Regions from separate parts of the Mus musculus genome. Here all the other regions are linked to region 2. Evidence: chromatin contacts called from public Hi-C, HiCAR-type, HiChIP or PLAC-seq and promoter capture Hi-C data. All regions are on one chromosome and are shown on one strand. Each heading gives the region's core, a stretch centred on a gene start, on an enhancer-like site or on the middle of the called end of the contact. The rest is flanking DNA. Distances are from core to core; before and after follow the strand shown.

What was found. Promoter capture Hi-C pulls out the DNA fragments that hold promoters and counts their contacts. A called contact is a pair of places that touch in the nucleus more often than the background predicts. HiCAR-type assays count read pairs that join an accessible place to other places. HiChIP or PLAC-seq counts read pairs in DNA pulled down with a chosen protein or histone mark. Capture Hi-C pulls out chosen DNA fragments and counts their contacts.
Region 1: a Hi-C map of uterus shows a contact between it and region 2, with 3 times the contacts expected there. The contact joins the enhancer-like site here to the promoter of Meis1 in region 2. A contact is called at or near these places in 2 of 39 promoter capture datasets (hippocampal neurons and maxillary cranial neural crest), 1 of 484 Hi-C or Micro-C datasets (uterus) and 1 of 9 other capture datasets (embryonic stem cells).
Region 3: a promoter capture Hi-C map of liver shows a contact between it and region 2, with 10 times the contacts expected there. The contact joins the promoter of C1d here to the promoter of Meis1 in region 2. A contact is called at or near these places in 12 of 39 promoter capture datasets (the 3T3-L1 cell line, the C10 cell line, HPC-7-derived erythroid cells and 8 more), 5 of 484 Hi-C or Micro-C datasets (embryonic fibroblasts, embryonic stem cells, liver and 2 more), 14 of 115 datasets of contacts at active chromatin or transcription factors (the NIH/3T3 cell line, acute myeloid leukemia, astrocytes and 11 more) and 3 of 9 other capture datasets (embryonic stem cells, liver and macrophages).
Region 4: a contact with region 2 is called in a promoter capture Hi-C map of pre-B cells, with 10 times the contacts expected there. The contact joins the promoter of Ppp3r1 here to the promoter of Meis1 in region 2. A contact is called at or near these places in 4 of 39 promoter capture datasets (hippocampal neurons, liver and pre-B cells), 2 of 484 Hi-C or Micro-C datasets (muscle stem cells and rod photoreceptor), 3 of 115 datasets of contacts at active chromatin or transcription factors (acute myeloid leukemia, astrocytes and cardiomyocytes) and 2 of 9 other capture datasets (adipose tissue and liver).
Region 5: a contact with region 2 is called in a promoter capture Hi-C map of liver, with 5 times the contacts expected there. The contact joins the promoter of Pno1 here to the promoter of Meis1 in region 2. A contact is called at or near these places in 6 of 39 promoter capture datasets (3T3-L1-derived adipocytes, embryonic stem cells, hippocampal neurons and 2 more), 1 of 484 Hi-C or Micro-C datasets (muscle stem cells), 12 of 115 datasets of contacts at active chromatin or transcription factors (the NIH/3T3 cell line, acute myeloid leukemia, astrocytes and 8 more) and 2 of 9 other capture datasets (embryonic stem cells and liver).
Region 6: a HiCAR-type map of astrocytes shows a contact between it and region 2, with 5 times the contacts expected there. The contact joins the enhancer-like site here to the promoter of Meis1 in region 2. A contact is called at or near these places in 5 of 39 promoter capture datasets (cranial neural crest, hippocampal neurons, liver and 2 more), 4 of 115 datasets of contacts at active chromatin or transcription factors (astrocytes, embryonic limb bud, forebrain and 1 more) and 3 of 9 other capture datasets (adipose tissue, embryonic stem cells and liver).
Region 7: a contact with region 2 is called in an H3K4me3 HiChIP or PLAC-seq map of neural tube, with 10 times the contacts expected there. The contact joins the enhancer-like site here to the promoter of Meis1 in region 2. A contact is called at or near these places in 9 of 39 promoter capture datasets (the 3T3-L1 cell line, the C10 cell line, cranial neural crest and 5 more), 2 of 115 datasets of contacts at active chromatin or transcription factors (forebrain and neural tube) and 1 of 9 other capture datasets (embryonic stem cells).

The regions. Positions count from the first base shown.
Region 1 is chr11:17,601,698-17,605,499 of GRCm38.p6, forward strand. No RefSeq gene overlaps it. Among named protein-coding and RNA genes, the nearest start is that of Gm31268, 280 kb to the left of the region's middle. Within about 2 kb of position 2,239, at least 6 of the 459 cell types and tissues checked have an H3K27ac peak or open chromatin away from gene starts, as enhancers often do. A contact at or near this core is called in uterus, where this site is marked.
Region 2 is chr11:19,017,309-19,021,238 of GRCm38.p6, forward strand. It overlaps Meis1 (Meis homeobox 1), which reads right to left and starts at 1,661. Exons shown (of 12, transcript NM_010789.3): 1 at 913-1,661. The coding sequence starts at 924. Gm16141 (a long non-coding RNA gene) reads left to right here. Exons shown (of 3, transcript XR_381070.4): 3 at 1-1,022.
Region 3 is chr11:17,255,095-17,258,937 of GRCm38.p6, forward strand. It overlaps C1d (C1D nuclear receptor co-repressor), which reads left to right and starts at 2,453. Exons shown (of 5, transcript NM_020558.4): 1 at 2,453-2,564.
Region 4 is chr11:17,156,948-17,161,201 of GRCm38.p6, forward strand. It overlaps Ppp3r1 (protein phosphatase 3, regulatory subunit B, alpha isoform (calcineurin B, type I)), which reads left to right and starts at 2,351. Exons shown (of 6, transcript NM_024459.2): 1 at 2,351-2,595. The coding sequence starts at 2,593.
Region 5 is chr11:17,208,686-17,212,894 of GRCm38.p6, forward strand. It overlaps Pno1 (partner of NOB1 homolog), which reads right to left and starts at 2,904. Exons shown (of 7, transcript NM_025443.2): 1 at 2,628-2,904; 2 at 2,303-2,452; 3 at 626-709; 4 at 392-452; 5 at 104-221. The coding sequence starts at 2,822. Wdr92 (WD repeat domain 92) reads left to right here and starts at 3,208. Exons shown (of 8, transcript NM_178909.4): 1 at 3,208-3,461. The coding sequence starts at 3,279.
Region 6 is chr11:17,420,318-17,423,936 of GRCm38.p6, forward strand. No RefSeq gene overlaps it. Among named protein-coding and RNA genes, the nearest start is that of Gm31268, 97 kb to the left of the region's middle. Within about 2 kb of position 1,779, at least 2 of the 459 cell types and tissues checked have an H3K27ac peak or open chromatin away from gene starts, as enhancers often do. A contact at or near this core is called in astrocytes, where this site is marked.
Region 7 is chr11:17,627,443-17,631,287 of GRCm38.p6, forward strand. No RefSeq gene overlaps it. Among named protein-coding and RNA genes, the nearest start is that of Gm31268, 300 kb to the left of the region's middle. Within about 2 kb of position 2,584, at least 13 of the 459 cell types and tissues checked have an H3K27ac peak or open chromatin away from gene starts, as enhancers often do. A contact at or near this core is called in neural tube, where this site is marked.

The sequences.
Region 1 (3,802 bases), core at 989-3,488, 1.4 Mb before region 2:
ATGTGTTCTATCTTTGCCCCTGAAAAAAAAAAAAGAAAGAAAGAAAGAAAGAAAGAAAGAAAGAAAGACAAACCGACTACAACAAATATCCCTCCAACTGGTTCTGGATGCAGATGTCAGATTCTAGAGGCTAGTTATGGTCTTTATGGAACATCACTTGGTTGTATCTGCTTCAAAAACACCTGTGTAGAGTAGAAGGAAAGAATGTAACAAGTTAGTTATAGCTTTATAAGCTAAATCTGTATCTCTCAAGACCTCGTTCTTGCCCCCCAAACAACAGGAGAAGAATCATGGAGGGTTAGCAGCTTCTGGGCCAATTTACCAAGGATATTGACAGATGCAGCATTGGAGCTCTTAATTGTGGTATAGAAGTGCTTGTTCCATCAGCTTTTAATTGAGCTGTTTCCTAAATAGAGCTGGGCCAGCCTCCACTTGTATTGCTCAGTTTAAGGAGCTGTACTTAAGTCTTAGTTGAAACTTCCTTAATAGACTTTTAAATTGGTTCTAGAACTATGCTCCTCTGCTGAGAGTATTCATTAGTACCCTCTCTGAGTTGAGGTAAAATTAGTACTTCATCTTCATCAGCTGTTTCATCACACCTGGGGATGAGCTGGGTAACTATATTTTTCAATTAAAAATTGTATTTTTTAAACTATGCTAGTTAGCAGGAATGTACACTGAGGATTCCACACACAGCATGGCGATCAAATTAACAAATTAAGTGAAGAAAAGAGAAAATTCTGGAATTCTGAAAGAACTGAATGAAATTACTTCTTTTTCAAGGGGGGTGATGCGGTAACATGGATCTGGAGAGGAAATAGCGTTGAGTAATTTCCAAGTGTGAGAATATCATTATTTTCCTGTTGTTGATCTGCTGTTCGCTTCACTTCAAGATACAATTATTCCTTCTTGGATGAACCCATAATTTGGATGCAGCTTCCCTTCTGATTCCTTGGTGGGACCCTCCCTAGTTATGAAGGTGGGTATGTTGGTGAACTGGGTGTTCACTGGAAGAATAAGTTGTATTTCTTTGCATGATACTGTGTAATGTTTGTTTGTTTTTTGTTTTGTTTTGGTTTTGTTTCTGTTTTTTTGATTTTGTTTTTGTTTTTGTTTTTGTTTTTGGTTTTGGTTTTGGTTTTGGTTTTGGTTTTGGTTTTTTGAGACAGGTTTCTCTGTATAGTCCTGACTGTCCTGGAACTCACTTTGTAGACCAGGCTTGCCTTGAACTCAGAAATCCGCCTGCCTCTGCCTCCCAAGTGTTGGGATTACAGGCATGTGCCACCACCGCCCGGCGATACTGTGTAATGTGAGGTGACCTTTTTCTATTGTTAGGTTGGCTGGAGGCTCAGGCAGTTCTGAGTTTTATTTCCGGGTACTTATTTTGGGGGGAAGGGAGACTTTCCCCTGAAACATGACTCATCTGATCCCGTGTTACCATTCTTCAGTCTTAATTAAGGCATGACATATCCCTTAATGAAACCACAGCATACTGTGCTGAGGCCAATGAAAATCAAGAGGCCATTCCATCACATACCCATGATAGAAAAGCCTATTGTCATTTTGAACTCGTGTTTCTTTTCTGTTGCTCTTGACCTGGAGGGATCTGCAAGGGGTTGACTGGAAATCAGGCAAAGGCAAAGGCTGCCTTGCTTTTGAAGCCACTCCTCATTGGTGGCCAGCAGAGCCCTCTGGCTCCTATAGGCTTTAAGATGAATTAAGTGGAGACCATCCTGGCTACAGAGACCTGCACTTTGTCTCTTAAGCAGATAAAAAGAGGGGTCAGTCAGAAGTAATTCCCCTACTCCTCATATAAACAGTTTAATGGCTGCAGCAACATACTTGCTTGGAATTACTCCCTCAGATTCAATTCTCTTTTCCTGTTCCACTTGTAAAAATGGTTAGTGTCCTCTATAAACTGCAGCTCACAAAGGTACAGGGCTTGCTGTGCCGTTGTAGAATAAATGTTAATCTAATACAGGTTACTAGGTCAAATGCAATCACAGGCTTGTGGGAAAAGCACAATATAGCTCTGCTTCTTCTAACACAGTAAACCCGGATATTATATGATAGGTTAAACACCAGTGAGCCATAGCAGGGATTTTCTTGAAAGTAAGATTTAGTTGAAAGGAGACTACATTGAAAGAGTGACCTAGGATTGACTTTGCTCTCCAAGAGAGCATTCTGAGACACTGACGTGCACTGAGAAAATGGACTTCTTGAAAATGTGTTGTTCCAGAATTCCTTGGTTGTGGGATTAATGCCAGATGCAGCAGCTGTGGCACATCTGAAGGCTTCCTATGTTGTCAACTATGGCTTCAATTTCTCCTCATTGCTCCCAAATCCACAAATGTGTGTGTGCGCGTGCACACACACATACACACACACACACACACACACACACACACACACACACAACACAGGAGAAAGGGGAGGTTTTATAGAATGTTGAAGTAGCAGTGGGTGGCCTCTTAAAATTCAGATCCCAACTTGGATCTTAACTAATGTGCTGTGGAGCTTTTAGAGTCAATCCTAGCCAATTCCGTCAGGATGTCTGTGTTCAAGTGGCAGCCTCCTTACCATTTATATAGATGCTGGTGTGGTTTAGTGTTCCCAGCATATAGTAGTGCTTAGAGGCCAAAGCTAAGATGTACTAGCAGATGTATGATAAATGCTTAAGTGAATAAGTGTTAGATCTCAGGGAGCTGTAAACATTTCTTTGCAGGGCCACTTAGATTTTGTCCCGCACAGACACAGCCTGGGCAGGGATATTTTCATGGGTTCAAGAGGGCACTCTCAGACTCTTACAGTAAGTGTGACAGCATCAAGCCTTCTTTTTTCTGCTGAGACCATATTTGACAAGGTGCTGTAGCACAGAAAGGAGCTCTGAGACATGGGGTCCTTTATATTTATAAATATACTTATAAATATAATATGTTTACTATATATTTATAATAGATAATATAATACATTTTATATTTAATATAGTCTATATTACACTATATTTAAAATACATTATAAAACATATATTGAACTATACTATATGATATATATGTGCCTTTACCAATTGAACAAAGCTCTGTAGTTATGCCTGCTTCAGCTTCACCTCTATGTGTGTTATCCAAATTAGAGTTCATAGATATTAGATAAAACTCTGTGTTTCCTGTAAAGTGGCAGAATTAATCAGGCCTCTAGTTTGCTCATAATTTTAAAACTATTAATGAAGATTGCCCTTGATATGTCAGTGACCCTCCCAGGAAGACTCAAAAAGAGTATGCACAAGCTAGATATAGTTTGCAACAAAATACATCTTTTAACATAAGGGTAATTTAGAGAAATAACCCAGAAAAACTCTGTTTCATTTTAAAAGTCAGCCCTGTGTAAGAATTTAAAAAAAACAAAACAAAAAACAAACAAGCAAAAAACAAACAAAAAACATATACAGCTACTTCTCATGCCATGACCACACATGGTCATCATTCCAGAACCAGCCCTGAGCACTGCCCCTGAAGCTCTTAGCCTGTGTTCAGCAGGCATACATACCCTTTCCCATTTCCCTTTACCCCATCTCATTGTACTTTCTATCCGGCTTGAGGTCCTTGCCTTTGTCTTTTCTTCGGAGACTTGGTCTGATCTTTGGACTTTGTATTATCAGGTTTTCTGAGATTTTCTGGTTATATGTTTCCCCTCCCTTACTGTCTCCAATCAAATTTCTTATTAATTAGTCAGCTTAAATGGAAGATTGAGAGTAGGCCACAATGTTTCTGGGAACCCAATGGTGGAGTCTGTGTGCAGGGTTTTA
Region 2 (3,930 bases), core at 411-2,910:
ATTTGGAAATCTTGAGAGGGAAATGATTTCCAAAGAGAGGGGAATTGCCACTTTCAACCTCTTAAAGCCAGAGGTGGGAAGAGTTTGGAAGAAGGCTGACATTTGTCTGAACCAAGAGAATAAAGAAAAATGTGTCCTCTAGTAACTTTCTTTTCCAAAAGGGGCTTTGAGGGCCAAGACACAAATTATGCAAGGCAGCCTTTTTGTAGACCCCTTTCTTTTAAGAAGCCACCTCTGCGGGGGCATCATTGTCTCAGTTTACTTTCAAGGCATTTTCATTCAAATAGGAATATTGGGGAAATTAGTATTGCATTTTAAAAGTGAGAGCTCTGTATTTAGTATCTAACTAGTACAGAACTTAGCTAAGGAAAAAATCTACAAACTTATTATCTTGCATAAAATCCCATGCAAATTAAAATTACTTTTATAAAAGGAATGTTTTTCCAACCAAAAATTCACTGCACCAGGACATTACTTAGCGGAAAATGCTCCCCATTTCTACTGATACTGAAGATGAATATAATCGATAATGAGGCAAAAGTTCTCAGCTGTTCATTTTCATTAAACATAGCTTTAAACTTTTGGTCCCTAAATGCTTAAATTACAGCACTGGATATGAAGCATCTTCCCCCTTGTCTTTTTTATCTTTTAAAACAGGTGATTCCTTGAGCTTGTATTTTTATTTATATAGCTGTTGGCTAGGAATCTATAGACAACTTGATCACTTGAATTAACCACAAGAAACATGCATAAGGCTGCAAACGCATTAAGTAAAACTGTCGATTTAGGCCGCGGCTTTAGGATCCTCATTCAAAAAGAGAGAAAGAAAAGAGGAAACTTAGTAGCAGTGTCTTTCAGCCACGTTTCAATTTAATCTCACATTTGACTTCCACAATTGCTTTTAATACGTACCCTTTGCGCCATCGGCCTCTCTGGCTCCCTTCCTACTTCAACTTCTAATATATCCTCTTTAAGGCCAGTGTGAAAAGAAACAAATATGCAAACTCCCCCGGAAAAAAAAATAAAGCACAACAATAACAAAAAAAAATCCCTTTGCGTCTCCAGCAGTGTGAATTACTGGTCCCAGATCTTCGGTCTACCGGACCTGAAGCAAGGCGCCCGCGTCGCTGAGCATAAAAGCGCTCTGGTTCCACCAAGACAGCAGTGGGAGGGGAAAAAAAAAGCAGATCTTCTCTCCCCCCCAAAAAAATCAGTTTAAAAAAAAAGAAAGAAAAGAAAAGAAAAAGAAAAAAAAAAAAGAGCGCCCCTCAGACCCAACTACCAAATCTCATGGCTTTCTGCCACTCCAGCTGTCAATCACAGGCGAGGTTGTCAACGTGGTGAATGAATGATCGTCCGTTCTGTCTTCTTCTGGTCAGAACACCTCAAATGTTAATATTCAAATGCACAAAGCCCTAGCGCCCGCTTTCCTTGAATCAGTCCTAATTCCTAATCAGTTTCTCTCTTCTCTCGCTCTCTTTCTCTTTCTCTCTCCCTCTTTGCAACTGCTGCACTGAAGGGAGATTAGAGAGGAGGGTTAAAAAAATGTCTGTCTGAGTTTGTCTTAAAGGAGCCACGATCGATGCTGCCCGCTTGCAGTCGCCGTGCGTGTGTAAAGTGTGTGTTGCACAGGCGGAGAGGTGGATTCCGACCAGAATGCTAGAACCCGGAAGTAGTGGTGGCCATAACAGGTCGCGTCTTACACAATGCATTGGGCTGCAGCAAGTAGGCTCCTCGGCAGGGGTGGGTGCGCGAAGCGAGCTCTGGCCGCACTGGAGAGGCAGAAAGACACTCCACAAATTCGCACGCCCAGGCACTAACACCACACACCCAGGGCACATGCACACAAATACAGGCTGCAGCTCCCAACCCGCCGGCTTTACGTCCCCTTCCAGCCTCTCTTCCCAAAGCGGACGCTTGAAATAAATCGGGAATAAACGTAGGGCAGGCAGATGCCGGAGTTAATTCGCTCAGGGCTCCGCTCATGAAAGACTTCAAGACTTTCCTCGAAATTATTGGGGTCTGCCAGTATTTTTCGGGGTGGGGGTGATGCCAAAAGTACTGGATTCTCTGCTAGACTCCCGGAGGAGAAAAGTCAAAGCCAGAGCAAGAAGAGGAGCTGGAACTGGACTGGAAAAGGTTCCGCTCGAGAGTCCTGAGAACGTGGGGTAGCGGTCGCCCGGGCGTTCTGCAGACTCAGCTTAGAGGTTTTCTTTTCTTTTCTTTTTTTTCTTTTGGTTTGGGTTTTTTCTTTCTTTCTTTATTTTTTTTTCTCCCCCCGCTGTCAGAAGTGGACGTAGGGCCGGAGGAAAGGAAATGCTTGCATTTTGTCACTTTGAGTCCGGACGTCCCCACCTCCTCTCTTGCAGCCCTCAGCCCCAGCCGCCGCGCGAAGTGAGGGAGGAAGGGAGGGAACAATGAGCCGAGCGCCGGGAATGTGCCCCCAGCGCTTGTTTACAAACACCGAGCTATTTATGACCGCTGGAGAACGAAACTCAACGCGGGCACCAAGCAGCCAGACCTTGCGGGCGGCCGGGGCCTGGGAGCCCCGGGACCCGAGGCTCTTTCTCGATTGCGCTACCGGCAAGTTTAGCCGTGCGCCCGGGGCGCGGCGAAGCTGCAGAGCTCCGCTGCGCTGCGGCTGGGGCTGCCTTTGTCTGGGCGACGCCGAGGGGCTCCAGCCTCGGCCTTGCTCGGGCCTGGAGACGCTGCGCTCCCTCCCACCCCCCACCCCCAGCTCTTTCAGCGGCGACGCCCGGAGCCGGCCTCCCAGACCTCCATCTCTCAATTTGTCTATCTCCGAACCCAGCCCCGTGAAAGCTCCCAGTTCCAGAGAAAAAGAAATCCACTTCGGAAGCTGAGATTTCAGACAAAAGCTGACCCTGCCCACAACTTAAAGTCTCCAACCAGCCAGTGGTTTTTAACTTTCTCTCTTGAAATACCACACCCTGGACTTAAAATTGTTTTTTGAGTCTTTTTATTCTCACTCTTCAGCTACTCTATCTAGTGGGGGTTATTTTACTCTTTATGTTTCTGCGCCCGGCTCTCGTGGCTTAGATTGCTCAGTCACAGTAGCTCTCGGAGCAGCTGGAAACCTCACATCCCAGGCAGGGCTCTCAGCTCGCTGGGCTCGGAGAGGATTCCCCTCACCCCCCAGCTGAAACCTCGCAGAAAACTCCCCCTGCGGTCGACTGGAAAATGAGCTCACCCAAATCTCGGTAGGCAGCCGTGGAGAGAGCTCCACCAATCGGAAGGCGTCCCCGCCCAGGCAGCCGCGCATTGGCTGCGGGGAAAATCAATTATCAAATAATCGATCAGCAGGGAGCTTCGATCTGCTGGGAATGCAAACTGCCATTCCGGATTCCCGCCCTGAAGGTGGCCAAAAGGCTCTCTCCCCCAAAGCAGCCAGCCTACGCTCCCAACGCCCCCGCCCCCATCCCACCGCCAGCTGCGGACCGAACCCTCACCCCAGGGGCCGGGGAAGGTTTTGAGGAGAGTTCTGAGAAAGACTAGGGAGGCTTCCTTCACGCGGAGATTGTTTGGAAAAGGTTTAGCATCTCTGAAAGGTACTGAAGCCAACTCTTAGGTTCAAAGTCACAGACCTGTTTCCATTCTTCAGCCAGTATTCAAGTTTCTATTGAGAGGGTGTCTACGGAACAGGGGATACAGGGTAAACATTAGAACCTAGATTTGGAATCAGGTTCTATCGAGCAACGGAGCCTCCTAAGACAGCTTTTAGCAGTCTGCACGAGTCAGCGCCGGGCTAGTTCACACCAGCGGCAGTGCGCGTGGGATAAGCCTAGCAGACAAGGCGTGCGGGCCTCCAGCCCAGCACTCCGCCCCCAACAACGAACACCTGAAGGTTGACATATGTTCACCCCAAACCTTCAATGGGCTTTGCCTCGAAAGAGATCCGACTGTTTAAAACAA
Region 3 (3,843 bases), core at 1,203-3,702, 1.8 Mb before region 2:
GTGGTAATTAAATGAAATTTAGTAACTTTAAAAGTTAATATTAAATGATCGATGTTGTTGGAACTGACAACGGACTGCATAGATGTTGATGATGAATACTGAAGATATAGTGTTATATCATCTTAGATGAACGTTTAATTTGAGGGACCCATGAGATGACTCAGCTGGGTAAGGTGTCTATCACTAAGCCTGAAGACTAGATTTCCATTGCTGAGACTCAAATGGTAGAAATGCCTTGTATTGAAACAGCTTTAAAGTATTTTATCCTACCAGTGTTGCTGTGTTATGTGGTTTATTACAGCGTGACAACAGAACATTTTATATACTAACCTCTGCAAACTGCAAAGCAAAGTAGAAGCAAATCATGACCACATTAAGAACTTTAAGAATCGCAGGATGATTGCTTAAAGTGACTTCACAGGCATGTAGTATTTCATGTTTGCTACTATTGAGTGATATGTAGTTTTTGTACTGTTTGATCCTGTTACAACAATTGAATGTGATTTATGTATACTAAAAATTATCATTTAAAGAACTAGGGACTGCAGATGGCACAGTGGTTAACAGGGCTTTCTGCTCTTTCTGTGATTGAGGTTCTGTCTCCATCACCCTTTTCAGGCAGCTCATGGCCCCCTGTAGTTTTAGCTCCAGGGGATCCAGTTCTCTTTATTGGCCTTTGTAGGGCATGTTCACATGCACTTGCAGGCATACACACAGAGATTTAAAAAATAAATAAAAAACGTAAGTTACGCCGGGCGTGGTGGCACACGCCTTTAATCCCAGCACTCGGGAGGCAGAGGCAGGCGAATTTCTGAGTTTGAGGCCAGCCTGGTCTACAAAGTGAGTTCCAGGACAGCCAGGGCTACACAGAGAAACCCTGTCTCAAAAAAACCAAAAAAAAAAAAAAAAAAAAAAAGCGAAAAACGTAAGTTAGGAATGGTGGCACAGTTTGGAAGAAGCAGAAAGAGAAGGAGAAGGAGGAGAAGGAGAAGGAGAAGGAAGAAGAAGAACAACAACAAACATCATACATACATACATATTAAAAAAAAAAAAACCTTGTTAGTGTTTTAGGGCTTCTATTGTGGCAGGGAAACACCATAACCAAAAAGCAAGTTGGGGAAGGAAGGGGTTAGGGCTTACTCTTCCATATTACCGCTCTTGCCTAAGGAAGTAAAGGCAGGGACTCAAACAGGACAGGAACCTGGAGGCAGGAGCTCATGGCTTGCCCAACCTACTTTCTTATGACAGCCTAGGACCACCAGTCCAGGATGGCACCATGCATAATTGGCTGGGCCCTCCCCTGTCAATCACTAATGATATGCCTTGCAGGACTGCCTACAACCTGACCTTATGGGGCATTTTCTTAATTGAGATTCCTTCCACTCAGGAGACCTGTGCCAAGTTGACATAAAACTATCGAACACAGTTAGGAATGATGGCACGGCCTGTAACCCTAGTACTGATAATCCTGAATTCAAGGTCAGCTATATCACACAGTGAGACCCATTCAAAAACAAAAACAACACAAAATATGAACTTGTACTTTTCATATCTTCACACCCTCATTTAATTTTTGAAACTATTTTTCATAACTATCACCTAACCAGGTATCGGGCACTATATTAGGGAAGCCCCTCCAAAGATTAATCTGAGGTGCACAGTTTGGTCCGGAGGGACCCAACTTCCATCAAAGCAAAGAAATGGACAAAGGTGTAAGGAACATTCAGTTTGAAGAAGCCTAATCTAGACAAAATGCCAGGGCCTTCGACTCCAATCTTGCCACCTTGGCGGGAGACCTTTAAGTTCTTTGCCTAGCATGGCTGTCCACTCTGAGAGGCTCTACCAACAGCTGATTGAGAAAGAGGCAGATACTTACACCCAACCATTGTCGGACTGAGGTTAGAGACCCCTACGGTTGGATTAGAGGAAGGGTTGAAGGAGCTGAAGGGGAGGGTGACCCCATAGGAAGATCAGCAGTCTCAACCAACCCGGACCCCGGGGGGCTCCCAGAGGCTGAGCCAACAACCAGGCAGCATACATGGGCTGAGCCAAGTGCCACCCATTCCCCAGCCTCCTGGGACCTATGTAGCAGAGGTCTGCTTAGTCTGGCTTCAGTTGGAGAAGATGGGTCCAATTCCCAAGGGTCTTGAGGCCCCAATAATGGGGGATGGGGAGATAGATGATGGGGAGCAGAATGGTGTGAGGAACTGGGTGGGGGACCGGGAGGGGGGTAACGCCTGGAATGTAAATAAATAGTTAATTAAAAAATGTGTCAAAAAGAGAAAGAGAGAGAGGGGGGAGGGAGGGAGGGAGGAAGGAAGGAAGGAAGGAAAGAAGGAAAGAAAGAAAGACAGACAGACAGACAGAAGAAAGAAAGAAAGACAGACAGACAGACAGACAGACCACTGCACTTAGCTCCTGGATGGACAGAGGCGGGGCAAGCCTCGGGACTGAAGTGCGCACGCGCACGACCGGGAGAGACGCACGGGCGGCAGGCAGAAGCCGTGTCATGGCGTCATCATCGTGCGACCTATTTCCCGGAGACAGGCGTCCACGGTATTGAGGTATTGTGCAGAACCGCGTTCGGGTGCTTGTCGTGCTCCCGTCACAGTCTCTTTTCCCGCACCCCGGGATCACGTCCGTCCTGTGGCCGACTGGGAGGAGCCGAGCGGGACTGCTCGCTTCTAGCGTAGTCCCTGCAGTGGCGGCTCTCGGGCTTTGCTTTGGCCTTTAGTTTCTCTGTCAATACCGTCTTCATTTCGCTGCCACTGTTAACGTTGCCTTTCAGAGGTTGAAAAGCGACAAGTAAAACACCCAACGCCATCAGCTTCTAGCTGATTCCAAATCTAAACGGAGACAAAATGGAAGGTGGAAAAAGTAACTTTGCGTGCAGCCCTTCCTGTTCCGCCCAAGGTCGGAATGCTTGCGGTGGCAGTGTTAGCCCTTTTGAAACAAGGGTTTCCTTAATTTTACTTTTTCTTTTCCGAGACACAGTTTCTCAGTATAGCCCTGGCTGTCCTGGAACTCGATCTGTAGAACAGGCTGGCCTCGAACTCCGAGATCAGCCTCCCTCTCTTAGGTGTTAGGATTAAAGGCGTGGGAAACCGGGCCGGGCCGGCAGCTTTCTGCTGTAGCGGATTGTATTAAGAGGAATTTTTCAGTGTCATCTGGGAAAATTTCATCGTGGCTCAAATTTCTGTTGGAAGATAGCGTTAATGACTTAAAATGTGTTGACTACAATTTAGTTTTGGCTTGGAAAAGGTGTATTTGCCCTGGTGAGATGTCTGTGGTGTAATTATTAACCTGTTTGGACTAAGAGTAGACAGAACTAAGTATCAACGTTAGTTTTTATTTATAAATGACAGCTATCCTTATTGAACTTTAGAAAACTACTTCTGGATGGTGGAATTGATAGACTGAATTGTTTTGTTACAAGATAAGATGACAGTGTGAACAGTTTTTGTTGTTTTCTAGTAATAGAAGTGAAATTCCCAAATCAGAGATGTTGTGGATGCTTTCCGGTACCTATAGGGATGCAGTTTTCTCTTGTTTTTAACTTTGAAAAGTTCTATGGGTAAACAGTAGCACTTGTTTGCAAGCATTTGACTCTTCATGTATGGCTCTGAATAGTCTACAGTGGATTACCTCTTTGTTATTTCCACTTTCTTAAATAATAACTAATATTATGAACTAGTACTTTGAGCATTCTACTAATGGAGTATAGCTTTAAGAGTTTTATTGATATTTATTTTGTCTACATCACAACCTTATGTATTATTATTACTTTAGAGGTAATTGTAAAAACAAGCCCCACATTTTTGAGAAGATAGTTTTTGCTGCTTT
Region 4 (4,254 bases), core at 1,101-3,600, 1.9 Mb before region 2:
TCCTACACAACATTCGACAGAGCTCATAACACCGAACAGATCTTCTGGCCCAAAATTCCAAAGTCCTTCCACAGTCCTCCCCCAAAACATGGTCAGGTTGTCACAGGAATACCCCACTCCTGGTACCAATTTGTCTTAGTCAGTTTCTATTCCTTCACAAATATCATGACCAAGAAGCAAGTTGGGGAGAAAAGGGTTTATTCAGCTTACACTTCCATACTGCTGTTCATCACCAAGGAAGTCAGGACTGGAACTCAAGCAGGTCAGGAAGCAGGAGCTGATGCAGAGGCCATGGAGGGATGTTCTTTACTGGTTTGCCACCCTTGGCTTGCTCAGCCTGCTCTCTTATAGAACTCAAGACTACCAGGCCAGAGATGGTCCTACCCACAAGGGGCCCTTCCCCCTTGATCACTAATTGAGAAAATGCCCCACAGCTAGATCTCATGGAAGCACTTCCCCAACTGAAACTCCTTTCTCTGTGATAACTCCAGCTTGTGTTAAGTTGACACAGAAAACCAGCCAGTACAATCATTAACATACTGTGCCAGAAATAGAGACAAACACATTTGTGTCTTTCCACAAGGTCTTCATTTATTGAAAAAAATTCATCAGACTTTGTGGTTTCAATGGCAGTTATCTGCCAAATATTGCTGAGGCAAACACTCAGGCTTATCTTGTAATCATATCATCTACTCTCAGATCATGCAATAAATATATCTGTATAAACATCAATTACAGAACAGCTGCAAAAAGCAAGAGGACACAACAGAGTTCACAAGGTTTTATTGGTATGATAGACATGTAGGTTTTTTTGTTTGTTTGTTGAGACAGGGTTTCTCTGTGTAACAGAGTCCTTGCTGTCCTGGACTCACTTTGAATACCAGGCTGGCCTTGAACTCACAGAGATCTGCCTGCTTCTCTCTTACAAGTACTGGGATTAAAGGCATGCAACCCCACTGCCTGGCCATCAGAAATGTAGTTTGTTTTGATACTAAATAAACACCTTGGCTTTAGGAAAGATGCTGGAGCAGGCTGTTGGGAGTGTCAATGGTTTAAATGGGAAGCTATAGAGTTGAGTTCAGCTGTAGAGGCCTAAGAGCCAAATGTAGGTCCAGATGAAGGGATGGATGGATGGTACAGCTGGAGGAATAGAAAGATGGACAGTTGACCAAACCTTGTCAACAGTGAGGACTTAACTGAGTTCAAGCCTCAGGGGCAGTCAAGTGTTCTTTGCCTATCAGGATGGTCGGATGATAGATTGGTAGGGGTTGTTGCCATCACAGTGCTAGATGTCTATCTCTTTATGGAGTCCAGGTGAGGACGTTGCACCCTTTTCTTGGTATGATGTGCCTACCACGTTCTTGTGCCTGGTTTCCCAAACAATTGTAACAAACCTATGCGCTGTTACAGTTTACCCTGATAAATTCATAGGGTGCCACCCTTTCAACGCCAAGCTATAAGGCATTTTCAGTCTGTGAGTGGAACTGGATACATGGTAAGTAGCATTCGTGTCCCCTCCGGTGCAGGCATCCCCCATCCTCAAAGTGGAGTCAAAGCTCGTCTCTCAAAAGCTAAAAAATAATCTACACTTACAGAAGATGAAACAGGTAGAGCAGGACATACCCTGACCTTTATTTTCTATCTATTCAAAACCTGACTAAAATAAATAACATAAATACGTTATCTTTATCACATCTCTCCTACCAACTTATCTTTTCCTCTTAAATATAACTTCTTTCCATGGACTTTATTACCTACTGTAGTTTCACTTCTATAGTAAGGCAACTGCCACCATTACGGACATACCCTTACTACATGGACAACAGGGCAGTCTGTCTCGTAGTATTTCTCTTAAAGGCTTCTTTCTGCACCAGCTGCAGGGCAACCTAGAGGTAGTGTCTGTTGGAGTGGGAAGCAATCCCCCACTCTTGTCAGTGGCTCCCAGGACCTAAGCTGCAGCTAGCTTTGCTTCTCCTATTTTTCCAACTGCGCGCTTGACTCCACAGTGTAGACTTGCCCGTGCCTCGCCATAGTGACATGGTGTCACCCCCCAAGAGCGACACAGCCCTGTGGCAGGTCCTGTCATTCTCCCCATTTTCTCCTCCCAGGAGTCTTCCTCCTGCCGGCCTTCCTTCGGTCACATGACAGGAAGCGCGGCTCTCCCAACGTCAAGACGTCTGCCCCCCCATCTCCATGTCCCCCGGCGCACGGTACGCAAAAAGCGCTGGCGGAGCGCTAGCGGGGCTCTGCGAGCAATCCGGTTGGAGAGCGTGTGCACGGCAGGGCGCGGGTTCCCGGATGTCAGCCTCCCGCAGGCTCCGCCCCGCCCCGCCCCGCGCTCGCTCCGCCCTCTGCGCGCCCTGTTCCGTGCCTTGAGGTTGCGGTCAGCGCGAGCCGCTGCAACGAGTCGGGGCCGCCTGTGAGCGTGAGGCTGCAACCCTCTCCTCCCGCCGACGCATCTCCAACCGGGACTCCGCCCGCCTCGCTCCGGGCCCAGGCCCCGTTGCACCCCGCCCGGCGCCGGACAGCAAAGCCGCCGTCGCCGCGTCCCGAGGATCCTACAGCCGCCGCCAGCGCCGCCCGCCGAGCAAGATGGTGAGACCTCGGTTCCCCGGTCGCGCGAGGGAGGGCCCGGGGCGTCCTCTCGGATAGAAAATTCCAGAGGCCTGGAGGGTGCAGGTGCTGGGTTTCAAGTCCTCGGCTACTTGCGCGGCCCCCGGCTCTGCGCGCTCCCGGGCCGCTGCAAGGCCCTTGCAAGCCCCCCAGCCCCTGCGCGCCTCCTCCGGGCCTCCGCGCGCCCCCCGGCCCCCTGCAAACGCCGGACGTCTCCGCGCTCCCCGAGATTCGCCGCCCCCGCCCTCCGCACGACCCTGGGCCTCCGGGCGCCCACAGAGCCGCCGCCCCCGGGCTCCTAAGCCCGTGGGCCTCCGCGCAACCCCGGCCCCGTCGCCTGTCTGGCTCGTTCGGCCTTTTCTGAACCCCGGTCCCGGGGGGCTGCGCCCTCGCTACCCTCCTCCACGTGAAACCCACTTTCCGCCCCCAGATGGGTTTCCAGGTTGGGTTTTCTGAAATCCGGTGGAAATGATAGTGTGCGGCAAATGGCGCTTTATGTAAGACCCACTTCTCCAGAGTTGTGCTTCCTCCCACTCACTCCGCATTTTCCAGCAGCGAGCCTTGGCAGGGATCCTTCCACTTTCTTGCCTTCTTCGCTCGTTTTCGCATTTATCTCTCTGCTGTTTGCAACCGTAGGGGATTTTTTTTTTTCCCGAGGCCGCTTTTCTCTGCGTTGGTGAACATGAAAGGGCCAGCGTGTATATTAGCTAAGACACCGGGCCTAGAGAAATGCTCATATTGGTTTGTTAATATTTTCTTAGTATTTTTATTTCTGTTTTTCCGGTGCTTGTGGTAGTTGTTTTTGAACGATGGCGATTTAAATTTTCCCTTCCTTACTTTCCTATTAATCCGTAGGTGGAATTCACCATGTAGTATTTCTGGCTGACGCTAGGGGTGTGCCTCCTGCCTGTCACCATAGCCAAGAAATCTATGACGCCTTTAGCTTGTTACCTTACTGGTTCTGTAGCTTCACTGGGCCTCCGTTTCGTCTTTGCAATCAAGAATTGTGTTCACAGACAAACATAGCTGCACTGCGAGTTATATGTCATTTAGTTAAACAGGATACGGGATTGTGACACTTACTGTAAACATCTTTTCAGTACATATCAAAGAATTTCAGGCGGATTTGTGATACTTAGACTCTTTAATTGTACAATACCCCCTCGCATGTAAGATTTAAGTGCTTCAAATGTGCATTGTTTACTGCAGTTGAAAACCGATTAGGTGGTGGTGGTCAGAGAAACTGAGGTTAAATATTCGAGTAAGTCAGCTTTTATTTGAAATATCGGGTTTACTGGCATCGTTAAGACCCACTAGAGGGGCAGCTTTATTAAAGTGGTTCATGATTTTGGAATGTAGAGGATTTTTTTTTTCCTTTATTTAGGAAGCTGTTCAGATGATTTGGCTCCTTGAAGGTTATAAAACTTAGCCTTTTCTACACCATTGAAGAGCATTTAAAAAGATCGTGTCTGTTCACAATAGAGTTGTAATACTTTGAAGTTAGGAATGGCACTTAATATTTTTTTGTTTGTTTTGAGGCTGTTTTTCTCTGGAGCTCATTGGCTGGCCTGCTTCAGTTTCAGCTCTTGCGATGTATACCATCCCCTTATATCAGAGTAACTGATGAAGAGGCCAAGTTCA
Region 5 (4,209 bases), core at 1,654-4,153, 1.8 Mb before region 2:
AGGGAAGGAACGATAGAATACAGCAAATACAACAGCTATGACCTTTCTGAAACTAATAAGATCAAATATAAATTATGTCATTTCCCTAAGAACAGATACTTACACATCTGCCAGGACAATCCGTGTCCGTGTTACGTTCTCTATGGTAAATTTGGTTTTTCCTCCTTTGCCAGCAATTCTTCCTATTGCCCTTGACAGGTGGTCTCCTTTTAGGGGCTTAACTAAAGAAGAAAGACACGCCATCAGGTGGCTACTAACTTTTCCTACTAAGCCACACTAAATATACATTTTCTGAAGTATTAGTAATACAGCTCAATTGAAGCTGTCAGACAACAATCACAACACAATGCAATGAGAAACACAAAGGCTGACTGTTCACACATGTTCTCACCATCAGTTATTTCAAAAGACTCTAGGAAGAGGTCATCTAGTCGGATAAGGGCAAGTGCATCCTACAAGACAAAAGGAATGAAGGCCTTTTCAGGTCCACACCCGGCAGAAACAAGGATAGCATTTCAAAACTGAACTTCTCAGATGCTACAAAGAAAAGACGAAAAGTCTGGAAAATGACCCAACCATTGAAATGTCCACACTGAGTATCTGGAAGTCTCATGAGATCACTCACCTCCACCTGAAAGCCAAGAACAAAGGCTTTCACAAAGTCGGCCGCTTTTGTCAGGGCACTGACATCCTTGGTGTCTTTACAAGTCTGGAAAAAGTGGAGATATGGAGGTGATGAAAAGGAGAGCATTCTAACAAATACTAGAAATATTATTTCTATTATAATTTCCTTTACCATCAACCAACCTCACCCAGTATTGTAAGACCCCGTTTATATGGGATAAAGCACTCTCTTTAATTTGTACCAGAGACTACTCCCACTCCAAAGCTGGGCAGTTCTATGCACACTCTCAAGGCAGCCTCTCCTCAACAGGCCGGACATGTTGTGCCATAAAGGATCATTTCGATGCTGTTGTTTCCCAAATCAACAAGTCTAGTTCGGAATACTTACATGCCTGGTACTGAGGAAATCAGAATAGTTTAAGTAGGAATCTTATCTACAAGTAATCACTTGAACTGCAGAAACTACTGTTATTCATAGAATGCCCATCACCGTAATAATAATATGCTGTACACATCTAGCTCTAAGCTTCACTCTGACAACTTGAGTATTATATAGTGTAAACAAATGAGGAAATTAAGGCACTAAAAAAAATCAAACACAAATCTAATTTCTAAAATATCCCTTTGGGTCTCCCACACAGTCCATTTGAAGAGATTACACATTTGACAAATTTAGAAGCATACAGAAGTGTGTTCAGATTTTCACACCCAAAACCAGACCCCAGCAGGGCATGGCAGCACATGCCTTTAGGTCCCATACCCTTCAGATCTCTCCAAGTTCCAGGCTAGCTAGAGCTACAGAGTGAAGCCTAGTCTCAAAGAAAAAAAAAAGAAAGGAAGAAAGAAAGAAAAAAGAAAGAAAGAAAGAAAGAAAGAAAAAGAAAGAAAGAAAACAAAAATAAAACAAGAACAAAGCCACAAAGCCCCAGACTCTGGCTCTCACCCTATGTATGACTCTCGGCAAGTCCCATGAACATCTAGGATTTAAGTTTTCTCACCCCTGCCTAATCCTCCAGCACTCTCATGTCTATGGGTGTATATCATCTATGTCATACCTTAAGGAACAAATGATGTGGTATACGTTAAGCTATCACTGTGCATCTGATATATGGTATCAGCAAATACTAAGAACACAAACCAATGACCCTGCAGTAAACAAGGCAGCTAAAGTAGAACAGAAATGTATAAACTTCTGAAGAGAGCTTGAGTTCTCTTGAAAGCTGACTGGAACTGAAGTAAGAAGACAGCAGAGAAAGTGGCCTTCTCCAGAGACCAGAGCCACCAAAGATACTGGCAGGGGAAAAAAAAACCAAAAACAAAAAAAAACAAAAAAAAGGGAAACAAACACAACTGGGTCTCCTACTTGAAAGGCAGGCTTAGTCAAGTGTCTGGCCTTTATCCCTTAGGAATGCCGAGGAGGCTAGAATACCATAATAAAAGCATTGTGATATGGGAAAATTAATTTGGCACTGACACCGAAGATCTACTGAAAAAAAAATAAAGGAATTAATTTACATTTTTTTCTAAGTGGCACACGTTTCCTCCAAAAAGAGCACTTACACTGAAGAAAGTACCTACAATTACCACTTGTTTAGGCACTACCGTGTATCATTGTCTACTTTTATTAAGGCTGAAACTACGAAATGGTAGGCTACGAAATGGCTACCCTCTTCCTTACCCTGATTTCTACATTCCTTGATTTCAGGTTAAAGCGTATCTGAAGTCCCAAATGTTCTACAATCGGAGTAAATATCTTCATCCAGTTTTCTTTCAACGGTGTGTATCTGTTACCTGGGACGGGAATTTTCCTCGTTTCTTCTTTCCCAGTCTGCAATAAAAACATACACACTCAGGAGGCGACTGAGAGATGCGGGCCTAGGCGAAAAAACAAACAAACAAACAAACCCCCCAAAACAACAAAACAAAACAAAACCGAGAACCGACCCTTTCACCTGGACGCCCGGGCCCCGCCCCGCCCCGTCCCGTCCCGTCCTGATCCCCACCAGGAGCTGATCCCCGGAGAGCGGCGGGAAGACCGGCCTCTTCGCCGGCCGCGCCTCCTCCGTGTCCATGCGTCCGGCTTCTCCATCCTGTCCCGCCGCTGACGACTGCTCAGCCTGTCGTTTCTTCGCCCGGCGGCCCCCTCTGTGCGTGACGGGAGTAAAGCCGTCCTCCGTTCCGGTGCTTTGCGTCTCCATCTCGGCCAAGATCAATCCCGGCAAGTACGACTAGAGGAACACGTGCGTGGTTGTACAGCGCATGCGCCAGCCTCCACCAATCGATTTGAAGACACCACCCCTTTTCCTAGGCGGGGTCCATGCCAGGGGCCTAAGGCTGGATTGGTCCGCGTTTCGGAATTGCTGTCCTGGGATATGCCTGTTTGCTAATGTCTCCGTGCCCTCATACGCTCGCAGCCGAAGCATTCACAGTCTTTACTGTGTCTATGTAAAGTCGTTGTGGTAACGGCAGTAAATTAGCTTGTGCCATGTGTGGAGAAGCATCTGTTGCGGTCTCAGTAGCTCACACGGCATTTTCGGAGGCATCCAAGCCCAACTTGCTAAGGCTTCCGGGTAGAATGCGGCTAGGGAGGGACAAACTGCCCCTGATCTGTTTGCAGTCTGGTTACCAAGTTAGCGTTTGGTTGCATCTACACCATGTCCACCTTCGAGAAGCCTCAGATCATTGTCCACATTCAAAAGGGCCTCAACTACACAGTGTTCGACAGCAAATGGGTGCCCTGCAGTGCCAAATTCGTGACGATGGGCAACTTTGCCCGGGGCACCGGCGTTATCCAGGTGTACGAGATCCAGCGCGGGGACCTCAAGCTGCTGCGGGAGGTGGGTGCAGGCTTGGACCGTTTGGGTTTGCGTGATCTAGGGTCTGATTCCTCAATGCTCCAGCAGAAACAGAAAGGAGGTGACAGATTGAGAAATACTTCAAACTAGGCTCTCACTGCAGCCTCTTCCTCCCACCATCCTCCGTGCAGTCCGTTGCAAGGTTTCTGGGAAGTGAAGTTAACATTTCGTGGCAACGTTCTTGGACCTTATAGGCTGTTAGCAGTTGTCGTAGTCTACTAGTAGATATATGCAATAAACCCACATTTCATACAAGCAAAACCAAAGGAGGCACCGGGATACCTACAACAAAGTTGATGACGAACTAGTAAATACCACATCCTTTCAAGAAGTGTCAGTTCAATGCCTGATAGTCCCAGGCATGGGAATTGCAATGCCAGCTATATCATGGAGTTTATTTTCTGTTGGGGGAGACAGTCCAACAGCCAGACCAAGAATGCATACATACATGTAAACTCATCAAGATGAGTTTTCTAATGTGCAGGTCTATAAAAGTAAAAACAGATGCAGGACGAGTAGAAACTAACTAAAGCAAATTTAGAGTAGAGTATGAAGTTTCTTACAAAAAACAGCATGTGAGAAAGCTCAGTGATAATGGTGGAAGGTAGTTTATTATCTTTTTAAAAAAGAAAAACACGAGCTAGAAGTGGTGTTGCACACCTTTACTCACGGCAATCAAGAGAAAACAGCAGGAGAATTTCAGTTTGAAACCCTATCTGCAACAACCACA
Region 6 (3,619 bases), core at 529-3,028, 1.6 Mb before region 2:
AATTACTATCCTATATGAGAATTACTCCATGTTTTTTGCCCATTAAATCATATTGTTAACACTCAGTTACTTCATTAAAATATACTTTTGGCCACAAACATTTTATTGTTTTCTTCTTTTTAAAAGATTAGTTAGAGTGAGTTCCAGGACAGCCAGGGCTATACAGAGAAACCCTGTCTCAAAAAACAAAACAAAACAAAGCAAAACAAAAAATTTAAAAAATTGAAAAAAAAAAAAGACTAGTTAAAAGACAAAAAAGAAAAACTCAATCCTTTAGAACATGATCTTGGTAAGCAGGCAATACGATTCTGGAAGAGAAGGTTTAAATATAATTTTCATGTTATTTAATGTCATAGCATTGACTCATGCATATTCCTGAAGCATTGTAACTGTCTCACTTGCTCTTCTTCTGAAGATGAATTTGAAGAGAGAAAATGCTGAGTCTGGTTTTGTCATCCAAGGGATGATATGACATGGTTCCGGTCCCTGGAACAGAGCCAGTAGGGTGTGAGATTCCCCATGGTCGTTATGAGGGTAAAGGTTGGTTGTATAATAATGTACCTATTTTTGTGTTCCTCCTTTTGAGAATGTTATCCCTGTTAAGGTTAATGACTCCATGGTAATCTGAGACAGCACAGAATCTGGGCGGGAAAGGTGTCTCTATGTTCTTAGAAAAAAATAGTAAACACTGAGATCTTCAGGACAGCCCTTAGGGCTGTGGGAAAGAACTCTGAAAACATGAGCTCAAAAATGTAATTTCTCAATTATGCAGAATACAAGGATGCAATATGAATTATATGAGGGCTTCCCAGGCCTAAAAGAAAAGAGTCAGCTGCACTGTTAGCCAGCTTGCCAGAAAGACACAAAGGCAGGCAGACTCCCAAGTTTAAGGTTTGCCTGGGATAGAGAGAATTTTGGTCAAGGCATGATAGGAATGTTAATTCAGGACAGGATCCCATCCAGCTACATTTATTTTCTGTGATTACAAAGGTAGACAGATCCCTAAATTCCTTTGCAACATTAAAAATGTGCTTGATATCTTTTTCTAAGAATCAGGGGGCTGGGGTCATGGAGTACTGTTTTGTGGGATAGTCAAAAGGGAACCTGGAGTAAATGACTGAATTGATATGTAAATAAAAGACTGGGCCTTTGTGAGAGCTGAACTATCTAGTTGAGCTGTATGAAGATATCTAGAAAAAGATGTCTGAAGAGTAAACACTGCCCTTGTAGAATGTTTTCTAGCAACTATCCAGAGGGAAGTGCTTTGAGAGTGAACACAACTCTTTTAGAATTTTTTTCCTGGCTTTTTTATTTTGATTGGAAAACTCAAGAACTACTTTTAGAATTTTTCTAACAGGATTTCTAATTTAGTCAGAAAATCCAGGAATTTTTTTCAAGCAGCTTTTTCTCTTTCTTTCTTTCTTTCTTTCTTTCTTTCTTTCTTTCTTTCTTTCTTTCTTTCTTTCTTTCTTTCTTTCTTTCTTTCTTTCATTTTATCTCCAATCAGAAAACCCATGAGCTATCCAGAGAGCATTTAGATTTTTTTTTCTAGCATGAGAGAACAGTTTCTAGCAGTGGGAGCTGTCTCTAGCAGTTTACAGAGCCAAGAGCTATCTTCAGAAAGCTGGCTAGGGAACCATCTTGAGCAGCACTCAGGCCATCAGCTTGGACCCATGATTTGAATTCCAGTTGTTTTTTCACTAGTCTCAAACACCCCTTCTCTTGGGAACCCCTCTTCAAGCTGAGGCTGGTCTTTGGCAGGGAAAGATGCAGTGAGTCATTGGTGCCAAGAAAAGAGAAGTCTGCCACTTTCTAGTTCAGTCTCCATGTAACTGAGGACAGAATTTGAATTAACCAGGCATTTTCTGCAACAGGAAAGTTTCTCTGGACTAGAAAGCTGCTGTCCCTTACCGTGTGGTAGCTGACTCTTTTCTGTGATTGCTTTACCAGTCATGATCACTGTCTCTATTGACTATTTTGTATGTGTACTACAGCTATTTACCATTTCCAATAGATAGTAGTCTTCCCTACTTCAAGGTCAGGACAAAGAGGTAACTAAGTGAAAATGGCAGATCCAGAGTGTAATATGGTAAGGTCACATCTCATCCTCTTTCCTAACTTTTCTTTTAAGAAAAAATTAAATGAAATGAAATGAAATGAAATCATTGCATTTGCATGAGAAAACTTGAGGGAGATTCTTTTTCATGTTGAACCATTTCTTGCCATTCTTTAGTCCACAATAAATTTAGAGGCCTAATATAAAAATTTTATATGAAAAAAAGACAGTTCAAAAATATACAGGGGGAGATGGGCTGGGATATGCTGTGTCTTCGAGGAATCCAAAGCATGAAATAAAGCTTATTTCTTGCATATGTAGATTCTGCTAATATGGCCTTTGGTTCTACAGAAAGCTGCTTTCCAAAGTCTCTAACTGGGCTGTTCAGATCTTATAGCTATGCCACCAGGAGCACATTTCATTCCCCTTTATTCAGTAAGGCATCAGAACTTCTGGGCTCACAATTATCAGTTGAAATTAGACCTGCTCATCGCATTGGCCTTCTTAACTGAAGATGAGTTGAGATATATAGGAGGATATGTAGATAGTGAGACTGAATCTACCATCTCTGCCATAGAGCATTGAGAGAGCCTCTTTTGTTAACTATCAATATCTGGGTGGGGTAAATATTTTATAGATGTTTGCAGAGGGTAGACTCCTTAGAGGGACACTGTACAAGGTCCTATTAAGGTCAGAAATGCTTGCATTAGGAATAGTCTTGCTCAGGCTGCTGAGCTCCAAAGATGCACCAGGCAACACCACAGAGTAGAGGTAGACAGCCTGGACACATCTGTCATATGATTGCCACTTGTAGTCTGCAAGGTTCTCAGGAGATGTTGTTTGCCTTGATCTGCTAGTGAGAATTAAACATGGGCATTAGGAAAAAAAGGCCTCACTAGGCTAGTCATGAATATATAATTCTCATTTCATCTAGTTTTGTCTTTTCCACTCATTAACTCTGACAGACAGTTAATAGCTTATGAAAAATAAAACCTAAAGAAACTGTTCTTTGAAACAATCAAAAACCACTGGTTTACAAAGATTCCATTCTTATCACAACTCCCAAATCTGGTCCAGTAGGAGTCCTGAACACCAAGTGGCTCCTCAGGTATTCTGAAGAATTTGAGAAAATTCTAGAAGCGATCAAATACCTATACACTGTCCTCTGAGTGCTTGCTAGAGATGACAGTTTTAGCTTCAAAAATGCCATGCAAACTGGAATAATGAAATGTTCCATTTTCTTAAATTTCCAGTCAAACGGAGGGATTATATTAGAAGAGAAGAAAAGGTGGAGGGGTTTTAGTTTGGTCTCTGTGATGCTGATAAGTAGTAATTTTTTGAAGAGAGGGTAAAAAATAATTCAGTGCAATGAAACCATTTTCATAATATCTAGGCATGAGTTATAGCTCCAAGTGAGCCATGTAGCCCTCCAGTTCTATCTTTCATGGTTCAGCTCAATATTTTTATTGTGCTGATACAAGAGCAAATATTTATGTGACTTCCCTTCTCCATCAGGCAACTGTTAGGAAGATACCACTATTCAAGGGTCCCCTTTGATCTGGT
Region 7 (3,845 bases), core at 1,334-3,833, 1.4 Mb before region 2:
ACCTGTCCACTTCCCTCTTTCCTACAAATCTTTCCCATGAACTCTTGCCTATTCATTTTGTTTTGTGACCTATTAGAATTAACCAGGACCGTGTATAAACGGTGGGTTTGGAGCATCCACTGCAGCCCAGAGGGCTCAGCAGAGGAGGTACAACCGAAAGCACTGATTCCCAATTCCTCTTCTCCCAGAATCTATCAATAGTCAACATTCAGAGGTAAAGGGTAGGGACCCTGACTCCCACCTCTTTTTCTTGGATTGTGTGGACCCAGTGCAGATTACTATAATTGTGAGTTAATGACTACAATGGTTGTGTTGAGTGTAGAGGATGATATTTCACAGCCCTTCTCCCAATATTTTGGCTCTTATATACTTCCTGCCCCTATCTGGCACATATTAGAATTGAATGCTTGTGTGTATATGCCCATGTTTTAAAAATAGAGTCATGTGTGTTCTTGATGTTTAGGTTTTTAGCTGTTTGTTTTTGTTACCAATCCTCTGTTGAATGCACAGCTGGCAAGGAAGTTTTTCTTCATCCTGTAGTCTAACTGACTACACTTCACTTGACTGACAGGTTCTTCTGCAGGGCCAAAGCTTTTCTAAATTCCATGAAGTTCGATTTGCCAAGTGTTGATCTTATTTCCCATTTCAAGCTCTTGTATACTTCTTGCCCCTCTTTACGTTTCCCTGAGCCTCAGAAGAGGATGTATAAATGACTTGTTAAGGGGTGGACCCAGCATCTGTCACTTACTTTCTGCATCTTGGGAAGCTACTGAGTCTCTGAATTTAACATCTTGTTGTAAAGAAAACTTCCTCTAATGCTGGAAGCTACTTTTGTTTCTGTGTATATGCACTGGTACTGAGAAGGCAGTTTGCTGCAGAATCAATTTAGTCAATTACCAGAAATGTGCCCCCAATGGACTTACAGCCTCCTTATCTGGTAGTTTTCTAGGCTTCCAGTACCAGGCATTGCTTACCTGTTTCTGGCATGGTTTTGAATCCGTTCAAGAGGTAGCTAGCTTCCTCCATAACAATCAAAACACTTTGAACAGATCAGCACATCTTGCTTTACATAGGGTTTCATGATACCTCCTTTATGTGAATTAATTGTCACCCCACCCTGTGCCCTCCCCTCCATAATCCCTGACTCTCCCTGTCTTACCTTTTCACTTGCAGTGCCCCTCCTTTTTACTTTCCTCTACCTATGTTATACTGTTTCATCTCTCTCCCTTAAGATAACCCCTCCCTTCCCCCTCCTACCCTATATTCTTCTCTCCTCCCCTGTTCCCTTTCTTGCTTTCTGGATTCCACAAATATTATGTATTAGACACACTGAACTAAAGAGTCAGGACTAATGTCTTCACATGAGAGAAAACATAGCATTTGCCTTTGGGACTTGAGTTACCTCACCCAGAATATCTATTTCACCTCCATCCATTTCCCTGAAATTTTCACTTTTTCTTGCAGGTGAACAGTATTCCATTTGTGTACTACATCTTCATTATTCACCGATCAAGTGAAAGATATCTAAGCTGTGTCCACCCAGGAGTGCTATAGTTGGTTCATATGGTAGTATTTATTTATTTATTTATTTATTTATTTATTTATTTATTTAATTTATTTATTTATGTTGCTCATTTGTTTCAGAAACCTCCAAACTGAGTTCCAAAGTGGCTCTACAAGTTTTCACTCCCACCAACAGTGTATAAAGATTCCTTTCTACACATCTGCAAAGACATTTGTTGTTATTGGTGTTCTTTATGATGGGCATCTGGAATGTCATGAGATGGAATCTTAAAACGTGTGTGGGTGGGTACATGTGTGGTGTGTGTGTGTGTGTGTGTGTGTGTGTGTGTGTGTGTGTGTGTGTAGGTGATGCCTAGGGAGGTCTTGTCTAGGGAGGTGACACCTATGGAGATGATGCCTAGAGAGGTGATGCCTAGGGAGGTCTTGTCTAGGGAGGTGACACCTATGGAGATGATGCCTAGAGAGGTGATGCCTAGGGAGGTCTTGTCTAGGGAGGTGACACCTATGGAGATGATGCCTAGAGAGGGGACGCCTAGGGCGGTGACCCCTAGGGAGGTGATGCTTAGAGGGGAGGTGGGGTCGTCAGCTTTTTATTCTGCTCGAGAAAAGACTTCTTCTATCCAAATGAAAATGTCCTGTGGAAAGTCATTCAAAAGTATCAGGAACCTGTGAGGCTACTGAAATATGTTTTCTTTCCTTGAAGACTTTCCTTCTCTGCATTGGCCTCTCAGGCCTCTCAGTGCACATTCCCCCTGGCCAGCTGTTTCTCACAGACACAGGAAAGGCTGGCCACATACACAGCTCCTCTTTGCCTTCTGCCAGTGTGCTACTTGTTTTTCCCCCCCTGAATACAGGTTTGTTTTGTTTTGTTTTAAGGCAGAAGAATCTTCATGGACCATTTCTTCCTACTTTCCTAGAAACAAAGGCTGACCCAAGGGAGGGAGTGTGAGAGAGGAGACTCACACAGAAAGTCACTTCTCAGCATCCACCAAGGAAAGTGCTGACCTAGTGGAGGGGCACTGGGATTTGGAGTCAGTGCTCCAAGCAGCTGTGCAGCTGCATATGAACATTAATCACACAGCTTCCTCAGCACCAGGCAGACTGGGACTTCTGTGATCAAGGGCTCACTATAAAAACATGTAGCTCTCTCTCTCTCTCTCTCTCTCTCTCTCTCTCTCTCTCTCTCTCTCTCTCTCTCTCTCTCTCTCCCTCCCTCCCTCCCTCCCTCCCTCCCTCCCTCCCTCGTCCCCTCCTCAGCTTCATCCACCCACTCTACCTCACCATGTCCTTTTTAAAATGAGCAGATGCTTTTCACTTCCCCCCAAATGCTATTATTTTCCTGTTCTTTCTACTTTCCCAGTTGAAGTGCAACAGATGTTTCAAAAGGGTTCAGAACAAAATTCCTCATTAGGGACCATGACAAATAAATCATGTCCCTAAGAGCACAGCTCCAGTTTGCTCAGATCTTGGTAGAATTTTTTCCTAGGGTGAGAAGTGGAAGAAGAATCTATAATAAAACAATAACCAAAAAAACCCCATAATAATAATCACATTTATTAACTAGGCTAGGAGTTGCTGCTAGTGAAATAACAGATGGGAATCTGTTATTTCATTCCACACTTGCAGCCCACCCTCCAGGACAGGTATTAGCATTACCACCTCCATTTAAATTACAAGATATTGAAGTAGAAACAGGGTTGGGGAATTAAGAAAAAGAAATTAAACTGATGTCAACTGAAGAGTTTGACTGAATCATGGAATGCTACAATTCCCATGCACATGCCCCCTTGCATTTCAATAATAAAACGAGCTTTGTAAGTGTTGACAGTAAGAGGATTCCTACTATCAAGGTGGTTTGGACTTGAACTTTTCCTCCATTATTCATATAAATTTTCAAGGTTGTCTTAAATATCTCCATTTACCTTTTTTTCCCTCAATTTGTTTATTAAGTGTTTTTTTTCAAACATTAATGGTAGCAATATAGCTAGCAGCAGACTTTTAGAATAAAGCAGATTTCACTGTAGCCCCTTGCTGTACTTATATTCACAAGTTTGGAATACATGTCTGACACCGCATGAGCATTTTCATCAAGTCTCTAAAGCAAATATTTCTTAAATCAGATAGAAGCCGATAATAACTATAGCTACAGTTTATCAGAAGAGGGTGTTAGGGTGAAAAGACAAAGATTTTGTATTCCTCATCTCCCCTGTACTCCAGTCTTTCAGTCTCTCTCAGATTTCTGAAATAAAATCCCCTCAACAATAACTTTCCTAACCATTCTATTTGAAATTGCTATATATCAAGTAATGAGCTGGCTAGTT